Regions from separate parts of the Drosophila melanogaster genome. Here region 1 is linked to region 2. A link is a contact called in public Hi-C data. All regions are on one chromosome and are shown on one strand. The core of a region is the stretch at or near the end of the contact, and the rest is flanking DNA. Distances in the headings are between cores, read along the strand shown. Region 1 holds the start of CG45002. Region 2 overlaps CG45002.

What was found. Hi-C and Micro-C count contacts between places; a contact is called where the count stands out from the background.
Region 1: a contact with region 2 is called in a Hi-C map of the Kc167 cell line, with 2.0 times the contacts expected there. The contact joins the promoter of CG45002 here to the enhancer-like site in region 2. A contact is called at or near these places in 32 of 107 Hi-C or Micro-C datasets (the Clone 8 cell line, the Kc167 cell line, the ML-DmBG3-c2 cell line and 12 more).

Annotation. Positions count from the first base shown.
Region 1 is chrX:17,063,422-17,067,982 of dm6, forward strand. CG45002 reads right to left here and starts at 3,311. Exons shown (of 10, transcript NM_001298429.1): 1 at 3,163-3,311. CG43077 reads right to left here. Exons shown (of 3, transcript NM_001258795.1): 3 at 3,883-4,555. The coding sequence ends at 3,950.
Region 2 is chrX:16,993,190-16,997,909 of dm6, forward strand. The region is part of intron 2 of CG45002; the gene reads right to left. Among named protein-coding and RNA genes, the nearest start is that of CG43996, 27 kb to the right of the region's middle. Within about 2 kb of position 1,907, at least 6 of the 39 cell types and tissues checked have an H3K27ac peak or open chromatin away from gene starts, as enhancers often do. A contact at or near this core is called in the Kc167 cell line and brain, where this site is marked.

The DNA of each region.
Region 1 (4,561 bases), core at 2,061-4,560, 72 kb after region 2:
AGACTTACTGTTTTCTTAGGCCAGTGCGAAAACGAAAACATATTTCTTTAGAATCAGCATCAGCATAAACAGTTCATTCGCACTTATCCCACACTTGATTTGGACTATCCCCAATCGCTATATATACATATACATATATAGATATATTATTCTAGCCCCAAAGCAACATCTGTAGCGCCCGGCTATAAAGAAAAGTCGCACATAAAAATGTAGGCCCGAAAAGTGGGAAATCAGAGCTAGATGTTTACGATTTCATTGCCATGTATCTTGATTTCGGACAACCGATACAGATATGTTCGAAATTGTAGTTACGTGACCATATGTGGCAAAGCAAATATGTTGTGTTCAAAAGTTAATGTATAAATAAGAATAATATTAAAAATTTGTGGTTCTCAAAAACAAATCAAAAAATATTTTAAAGGTGTCAATATCAAGTTATTAACAAAAATGAATATCTAACAAGCATAAAATCTTTAAATTTGTTGTATTATTGGGTATCTTATTTAAAATTGCTATTCACTCATTCACCGCTGTATGCAAAGTAGTATGTCCCTGCTGATTTTTTTTTTTTTTTTTTTGTGGCCTTAGGGTGCAGAAATCTCTGGATAAACCCTCATAAAACACACGGCATAAAAGGAAGTGTAGTGGGGCCTGGATGCTCTCCTTTTTAGTTTGCTGACAATGTGTTTACTGCGCTCCACTTTCCTTGCAGATTTTCTTTTGGAGTCGAGAAAGTTCGTAAGTCAAAAATGGTCGACGAAAACTCCAGATGATAAATGCAATTTGTATAAGTGTCACGCAGTTCGCTGGGGATCGGAAAACGTTGACCTCGACTTTGGACCACTTCTATTACCTCATTTAAATCAGACCAAAAACATTAGGCCAAAGTCATAAAACATGGTGAAAACAATTTTTTGTGTCGCAGCCGTCCGGGAGGAAATAAAAATGTAAATGTATGTGGGCCCGCAAATGAAATTATAACAGGGAGCTACTTCCATTTTTTTTGTTTTCTGCCTCATTTTGGGGGCGTCGAAATTCCCTGGGAGGTCCATTGAAAATTTCCCCATCCCTTATGGATGGCCAGAAAAAATGAAATAGCCAACTAAATAAAATGCGAAGAGGCTATAAAATTGAGTGCAGTTGCCGAAACAAGGAATCGCCAGCGAAAATGAAAATGAAAATGAAAATGTTTGTCAAGCACGAAACAACAGCCACATCAACATTGAGCATTTCGACCGCACTGCTGGCCAATGTTTTTGGCCATAAAGAGAAATCCGGCCGAAACAAGAGTCTAAATCAAGAAAACCAGCGACAGAAAGTCGCAAATGAAAACGAAAGTGAAATACATGCACATAATTTGAATAGAAGGAACGAACGCTCCTTTTCCACTGATTTTTCGGTTTTTTTTTTTCGATTCTCGACGAAGGTCAAAGGGAATTTGGTTTAACCAATTAAGAAACTGCGGTCGTCTGAAGTTGTGGTTTTTTGGATTTTTTGGTTTTCTTAGGCTTACTAGGGAATTCAATTGATTGGGGACTTAATCAACTAAATAAATGTGTGGAGAAGGCGACGAGTAAGTTTTATTAATTTAATTTGAATGAATGTGCCTTTTCTTCTTCTTAAATACAAATATAGCGAACAGAAACTAACAGATATAGATAACTTTAGCCAATATCTTATATGAAGTATATTGATTTCTCTGTACTGCATCAATCTGAATCTGCATCAGTCCAAAGAATAAAACTTAAATTTTCTCGTGGAAAATTTTAGAAAACGCATTGAAGACCCTTTGGCGAAAATGGGGAGACAAATAATAGCTGTAGATTAATAATGAAAATAATATTATTATTTTTGTTTGCTGCACATTTCTCTTGCTGGCACTCAAATGACCGCATCAGCCCGGCACCCTCGCCCCTACAATTTTCCTTTATGATTTTCCCCCGCCCCGCCACGCCCCGCCCCGCACCGCCTTAACGCATTTTGTTTGCTATGGATGCCAAAAGGACTTGGCGGCGTCAAATTTATGGCTCTTGACTCTCGACTCTTGGCATTCCAGAGCGCGCAGAATGCAGAATGCTCCATTGTCAATAAGGTCCTTCCGCCCAAACACCCTTCCCCAATTTCCGCCCACTTTTTAGCTTTAAGAGCGTTTCGCCATTTTTGGCGGGCGAGCGAAATAAATTTCGAGGGCAGCCAGAAGAAGTGCATGAAATCAAACACAATAAGCGGAAGAGCCGCAAATCAATTTTGAAGGACATGACAATATCCTTGGACCCTTCTCTAATTAGCTTACAAGGGGGGGGGGGGGAGGGGGCGGTCCAAGGAGTCGCGGGGGCAAATGGAACGGAAAACAAATCAATGACAGATGATGAGTGGTCGCGACAAGCACTCAAGCGTGGCACACTGAAAAAAAAAAGGACAGGGCACATAATTGCACATGCACAGCCCGCAGTGCAATCGACCAACACAAAAATATATAGTTCCTATTCATAGCTAAATAAAATATAACTAAAAACATATTGTTTCAAAAACTGATCCACATCTTCTGCGAGTGCACTACAAGGGCTACGAGGGCTGCAATTTCAGCCCCCACCCATAAATATGCATTTGTATATTCCCCTGTTTGTTCGGTTTATGTGACAGCCTCAAAGTGCATTCAAAATAAAGTATGCAGGCTGCCGTTTTTGAGCTGTTTTTGCCAAGTTTGACAATTTGTAAATGGGAAATCATAAAGGACATACAAGCTAGTCTAAAATGGTTGCGTATTTCAGTAAATTTAAAACTATAGAGCAAAGTTTTGCGCCATGTGCTGTTGAAAATGTTGTTTTTCAACATCAGGCCAGCAATATTTACTTATTGTCCATTATTTATTTGTCAAAATCACAACAATTTAAGCATAAAAAGTAAATTAATCTTTTAAAAGGCATCATTATCAATTTTTTATGTTTTTAAGTTCGTTTTACATGCATCTGCAAAAATAAATAGTTTGGCTAATAAGAACTTCACATTTTCATAGCATTGTGTTCGTTGCACTTTTGTTTCAAATTTCCTAGCTTTTTAAATCAATCGAGTATTGAATAATATTACTATAATGTGATCACAACTGTCCACCAATTTAAAAATTCCAATATATATTTTTTTTTTTTAATTTTTCTTGCTCACCCTTGGGAGTTTTTGGTTAGTGAACTTCCACAAGAAATTAAATGTGCAAGTTTATTTTATTAATTTAATTCTACCGCGCGCTTCTGATGTCTTTACACATGCGAAACACTCTCAAACAAAAATAAAAAATTCGAGAACTGACCGAACCGATAACCGTTACTCGGCGTTTTCGAAACTCAACCGTTTCGCTGAAAGTTGACCCGTTTATTTGGTCCTGTGTCCGCTGGCAAGCGAACGCGTCGAATGCTGAACTGCTACTTGTTGGCGTTTCGTCGTCCTCCGAAAACGAAAACGAAGCAGAGATGCTAGGGCAATGCAAAAAAAAAACGCAAAGGAAAAAGGAAAACAACACAGATACGCACGCACACGGACGCGAACTTTTCCGCCTCACCCGCCACCCCCCCGCTGAAGGTTCATTTTCCGATTCATTCTGGCGAATTCGCTGCGCTGCACATTCGTCTATTGGGTATTCGCAAGCTTAGAGCTTTGAGCTTTAAGCTTTTCCAACGGCTGCAAAGGAAGAGCCCCTTTGGCGCCAAGTTTGTAAGTTACTACAATTCTATCTTCTTTCTGTACCCCAGATTTAAATTAGATTCTCTTATCAAAGCCCCAAATAAAATTACTGCTGAATTCGCGATTCATTCAGCTTCAAATGTCCTGAAGAATTAGCGTTAAATTTGAAGTTCCTTCCCCAATATCAATAAGTAAGACAATTCGAATATGTTTCCCCCCTGTTACCCCAAATTTAATTATAAAAAATATACACAAAAATAAAAAAGGAATCCTATTAGTTGTCTCGTTTGAATTGTGCTATCGCATCATGCAGACTATCCAGGAGCCCAAGTTCGATTATCTTGTTGTTCAGACATACGCGCAGCAAGCGCTTTATCGTCGAATAAATTACCTCGGAATTAGACAAATCATTGGTGGCAGTAGTACGCCAATCAATTTTGCTAAGTATCAATTTCTCGGACTCCGTAAAAATCTCTTCATCTTTAGATTTACTCTTGGTTTCTTCATTAGATGACAATCGTCCACTCTGCGGTGGCTTGCAAAAAGTAAAATCACATCCATTTTTGTCTGCCATTGCCTGCTTTTGCTCCATCTCTGCAATCTCCGCTCGAACCGTCCTTCTGATTTCTTCGGCAGTCTTTGAAACATACTTTCTTGGCTGTTCCTTTGTGAAGCAGTTGCAACTGTACTTTCCGGTAGACTTAACTCTGGACGAGGACCTTGGCGAATCCTCCCTATAGCAACTGAATGGTGTTGATATGCTAGACTCTCTCTTCTTATATTGAACTTGATCTTTAGGCTCTTCAAATCCGGACATCGATTTCATTTTACTGTAACTTTTTCGTCCTTTATCCGAATGACTAAACTGTATGTCGGAAATCTAAGG
Region 2 (4,720 bases), core at 657-3,156:
GAGTGGAACGTGGGCATTAGTGTTTGCTTGTGCGCCCATTATGCAGGCGATCCAAATGCGCTGCACAATTTAATTGAGTTTAAACCTCTATTTTTATTTTATTTGTTTTTTTTTTCACTTTTATGTTCCGGTGGATGGCTTTGGTTTGGGCTCTTACATTTGGCATATTGGTGCCGAAAATTTCCCCAGGGAAAAGCTGCTATCCATCATTGTCTGCCATTGATTCGAAATCTGGCGAAGAAAGCAGCTTTGATAAATTGCCTTCGCATGGAATTGGTCAAAAACAAGAACGGATTGAAAAGATTTAAAGTTGGATTGTTTTTGCTTGTTTTATCCAAGGAACGATTTTTCTGTTAGTTTCACAGCTAAATGCAGCATTATATGCTTTCTCATTAATAGGAATTTAATTTTAATTTGGTTCGTTAACTAAACTTTTATAAAACGTACAGAACACTTTTTTAAAGTTACGTGCAATAATAATACAGAATTTTCTTAATAACCCGCCACATGTGAGCTGTAAATATTGTATTTAAAGCGCAAGTTAAGTAATCCCATGCATTTTCCCTTCATTTTCCCTCTGGCAAACTCATGGAGTTCGTTTGCTGCTGGGAAATTTAAATTGAAATGCTATTGAAAGTTTGTCCCGGCGACAGTTACACACATGCACACAAGAAATTCAATTAGAGTTTTCAGTACTTTCATCAGCTGTTTTTCGTGCCCAACTCATCCCCCTGGCCATTTGCTATTTGCCTTCATTTGGCTGATGAGGGGCTGGGGTGGGTGGATTTCGGGCCAGCTGGGGCGTGAAATTGTGCCAAGGCAGCTTTTGGGCCAACTAAGGTTGAGGATGTCCTTTCAAGCTTACCTGCAAAGAAACAAAATGAAGGGGAGGGTATTAAGCACACAAGCAAACATATCTACATGGGTAGTTTGGAAAGAGAAAGCAGGAGAAAGGCCAGCTAAACCAAAGCAAGTCCAGTTAAAGTTTGGCCATAAACACAAAAAGCCAAATTAATCATGACTCGACCAGTCATAAAACTCAGCACAAAAAGTTTCAGACAGAAGGCGAGAGAATCTAGAGAATATATTGCGGGTTTACTTTAAAGAACCTAGGGATTCGTTTTAAGGTAAACTAAAAAGCGAATTATTTAGATAGTTATTATTATGAATCCCTCAAATGCAGAGGTTTTAGTAATCCGCTTTAACGTCTTCTTCAGTTCATCTCTCTTCATTTTTATGCAATAATCCTGTACTGAACAATAATCATGTTAAAATGAATAATAAAAAAAAAAATGAATAATAAACCTCCTTATTATGACTGCATAAATTTCTTAAATCCCTTAAACATTTCAAATAAAAATGCCCATGTTAATTTCGAGCAATTATTGGACAACCCTTTCAGATTCCAGATATTATAAGGAAAAAGAAACTTGTGAAAACTTTTGGCTTTTGTTTTGGCTTTGAACTTATACTATCTGCGCTGAAGTCCAAATATCAAGTGGCTGCTGTCGTGTTGCTGTTCCAGCTTGAGCCCAAGTGCACAGGGGTCAGGAGGTCGGGATGATACGGCCGCCCTGCCGAGTGAATCCCAAAAGGCACTTAGGCCACATGATGAGCTGGCTGACAGGTCAGAGAACCGGAGAAACGGAATGCAGAACCGAGAACCGAAGAGCCAGGTCTCAAGTGAATGGCGTTGATGGGCCACGACCTTGCATTTGGTCATGGCGCTCTCGTCTGTCGTGTCAGCCAGCCCATCAGCCCATCAGGCCATCAGCTCACCAGGCCACCACCCACTGCGTAGGACACCCAGATAGGGATGGAATCGGCCCTTCCACATTCATCCTTCGCCTACCATGTCCTGTTGACAGTTGCACTAATTGCAAAATGCTGTTGTTTGTTCTGCTGCCATTGTCTGTGGCATACTTTTAGGCAATTTGCATATTTCGTTAAGCAGAAGGAGCGGCAGGATGCAGGACTCTCGCGCTGCATCTGCGAATGTCCTGCTGCATCTTGCTGCATCCTGCCTTGCAGCTGAACTCCTTCGCTTTTGCCATCCTCGGCATTTTGGGGCCGGGTAAATATTTTCGTGCGACACACACTAATTGATAACGAAGGCTTCCATTTCACTAATTGACACCATGATTAATTGGCCAGAAATCGAAATTGGCCCGGCGGCTGCATTTCATTAGCCTCTTGAAAACATAAATACTTTGCAGATGTAATAGCAAATAATAACAGTTGTGTGCTGTCACTTTGAAAACTATTTAAAAAATGTGGTATTAAGTATGCGTGTTTTAAAATTATTAGGTTAAATTAGGTTGTTTTTCTTCGAAAGGTTTTCAAACGTCTGCAGAATTTTCAATCCCCTACATTGTGACTTAAGTTTCAGTAGTTTTTTTTCGTAAATTTCCTTTAGCTAACTAGCCTGTATGGGCACGAACTTTTAGAAATTTTCTTTTCATCTTCCGCCCCTTTTCTTTCGTCCTACATTTCATTCTCATTTCGAATGCATTTTTCTTTTTCCTGCCTCGTTTTTTTTTGTGTAGAAAAACGTGACCCACACACACAATCGTCACTTATTTTCCCTTTTTTCCACTCTTTCATCTCTCTCTCTCTCTCTCTCTCTCTCTCTCTTTCTCGCCGTCGTTTGCATCTAAATTATGGCAATTGAGTGTGAGCCCCATAAATCATATCCATCCTGCACTTGTTCTGTATTCTGAGTTAGTTTTTTAAGGCGCATATGATATGATTTTTTATTTTTTTATTATTATTTATTTTCTCTGGCAAAAAGTAAGCAATTATGCCAAAAAATTAGGGAAAAACTCAGATTTAGTACAGTATTAAACTGCATATATAACAAATATTCTACTGCTTTTTCTTAATATTAATTATTTGACGCACAATATAATATTATCGTAAAAACTGGTGTGACACGCAAGGAAGGCAACAAAAAAAATAAATAAATTCATCAAAAATTATGTATAAAATCGTAAACTACCACGAAAAAGTATGTGCAAAGAATCACAAAAAAAAAATGGTATAAAAAAGTATCATAAAACCTAGTGTGAAATAAAGCACGCGACAAGCGTATTGGCTTCATTTTGAATGATTTACGACAAGTGGTCTTTTGATGTATTGTCATTTCGTTTTGGCCATCAATTTTGGCCATCGCATCGGGCCAAAAGTGAGCTTAACATGCACGAAAACCCATGGATCCTTAATGTCCACCCAACCACTGGACGCCACTTTACTTCAGTCCACTTCACTTCACTCCGCACAGTTTCTGCTCTTGTGTTTCGATTAATTTTTAATGAGAAACCATTTATGCGGCGTCCGTTTGTGTCGGGCTTAATTAGTTGCAACTTCAATGGGATATTAATGGAGGGCGAATTTTGGCAGAGTGCAACAGCGACAGACTCATTATGGTGGACAGCGGGAATTTGGAATTGGGAACTCGGTGTTCGGCGTTCGGGATCATAATCGTTATGCCCGCTCCGTTTAATTAAACTTTCCAACCCTTGAGGGTTGAAATTGTGGCCTTGTTCGGCTTAATTGCTAACACGCACACACACACACACACACACACACACACACAACCAATACACACGCATACACATAGCAGCCGGAGGACTTTGTTCTAGCCCCAAAAAGTATGCAATAAAAATTAATGAGCGGGAAAATTTTTATTGACGCGCCTTTGGCAATGCATAAATGAATAATGCCCCTGGGGTAAAACATAATGAGCGTTGCTTGAATTTCTATATGCGTGTGGCAGTGGAGGCAGTTGGAGCCACGCCCCCACAGTAAAAACTAGGCAAACAACGTCATTGTTCGCGCAGCTGGGGCGACTGAATAATCTCGGTTTGTTTGCCAAAAGAATTTCGCCCGCTCTGATTTGTGGCCACTAAAAGCTTCTCTGACATCAGCCGAAGGACATGTTGGGCCAGGACACTCAGGACATGCCATCGCTGGCCAAATAAATGAATGGACACACGTGTGCGGTTCGCGGCGAAAGGAGGCATTGCCCATTGTGCGAAGGGACAGTGGGATCATAATAGAATTTCCTGCATAATAACGTGAAAAAGGTGCTTTTTAAATTAAAAAGGTTATTAACTTACACACTTGTTCTAAAATCAATTCCAGACTATTTAAAAAAAAGGAATATATATATATGTATATATATATATCAAAATGAAACTTGTTTCTTATGACATCTGTTTTTATATATTTATATATGTACATTTGAAATACTGAATGAAATATGTTTTTATTTGTATATCATATTACTTCAACATTTGAGTAAACTAAGTTTGCAGAGCTATTTTGCTTATAAACTGATGACCACTTTGTCTCAAATGTTCGGCGCCACCGGTCTGAGCATAACAAATGCCATCCGCCCATTTATCCAGTGGCCCAGCAGCTGCAACTCCCCCTTTTTGCATCCGCTTCGCCCACCGCGCCCCTGTTAATTGCAGTTGGAAAGAGTAGAGACAGCCGTCAACATTGCGCATACGCCACGTGGGCTGCAGATTTTTGAAAGAGCTCTCGTCGCTCTACAGCTGGAATTCAATCAGAGTGCCGGGCCGTATTTTCACCAGTCATTAGCCTCCAAAAATAGCCGTCTAAAAACACAGAACACAAGTTGAAAGGCCAGCGAAAGTGAAAAGGAAATGTGGCAAGAGGAAGCTGAAAGGTCGAGAGCAAAGAAAAGGCAACTTCT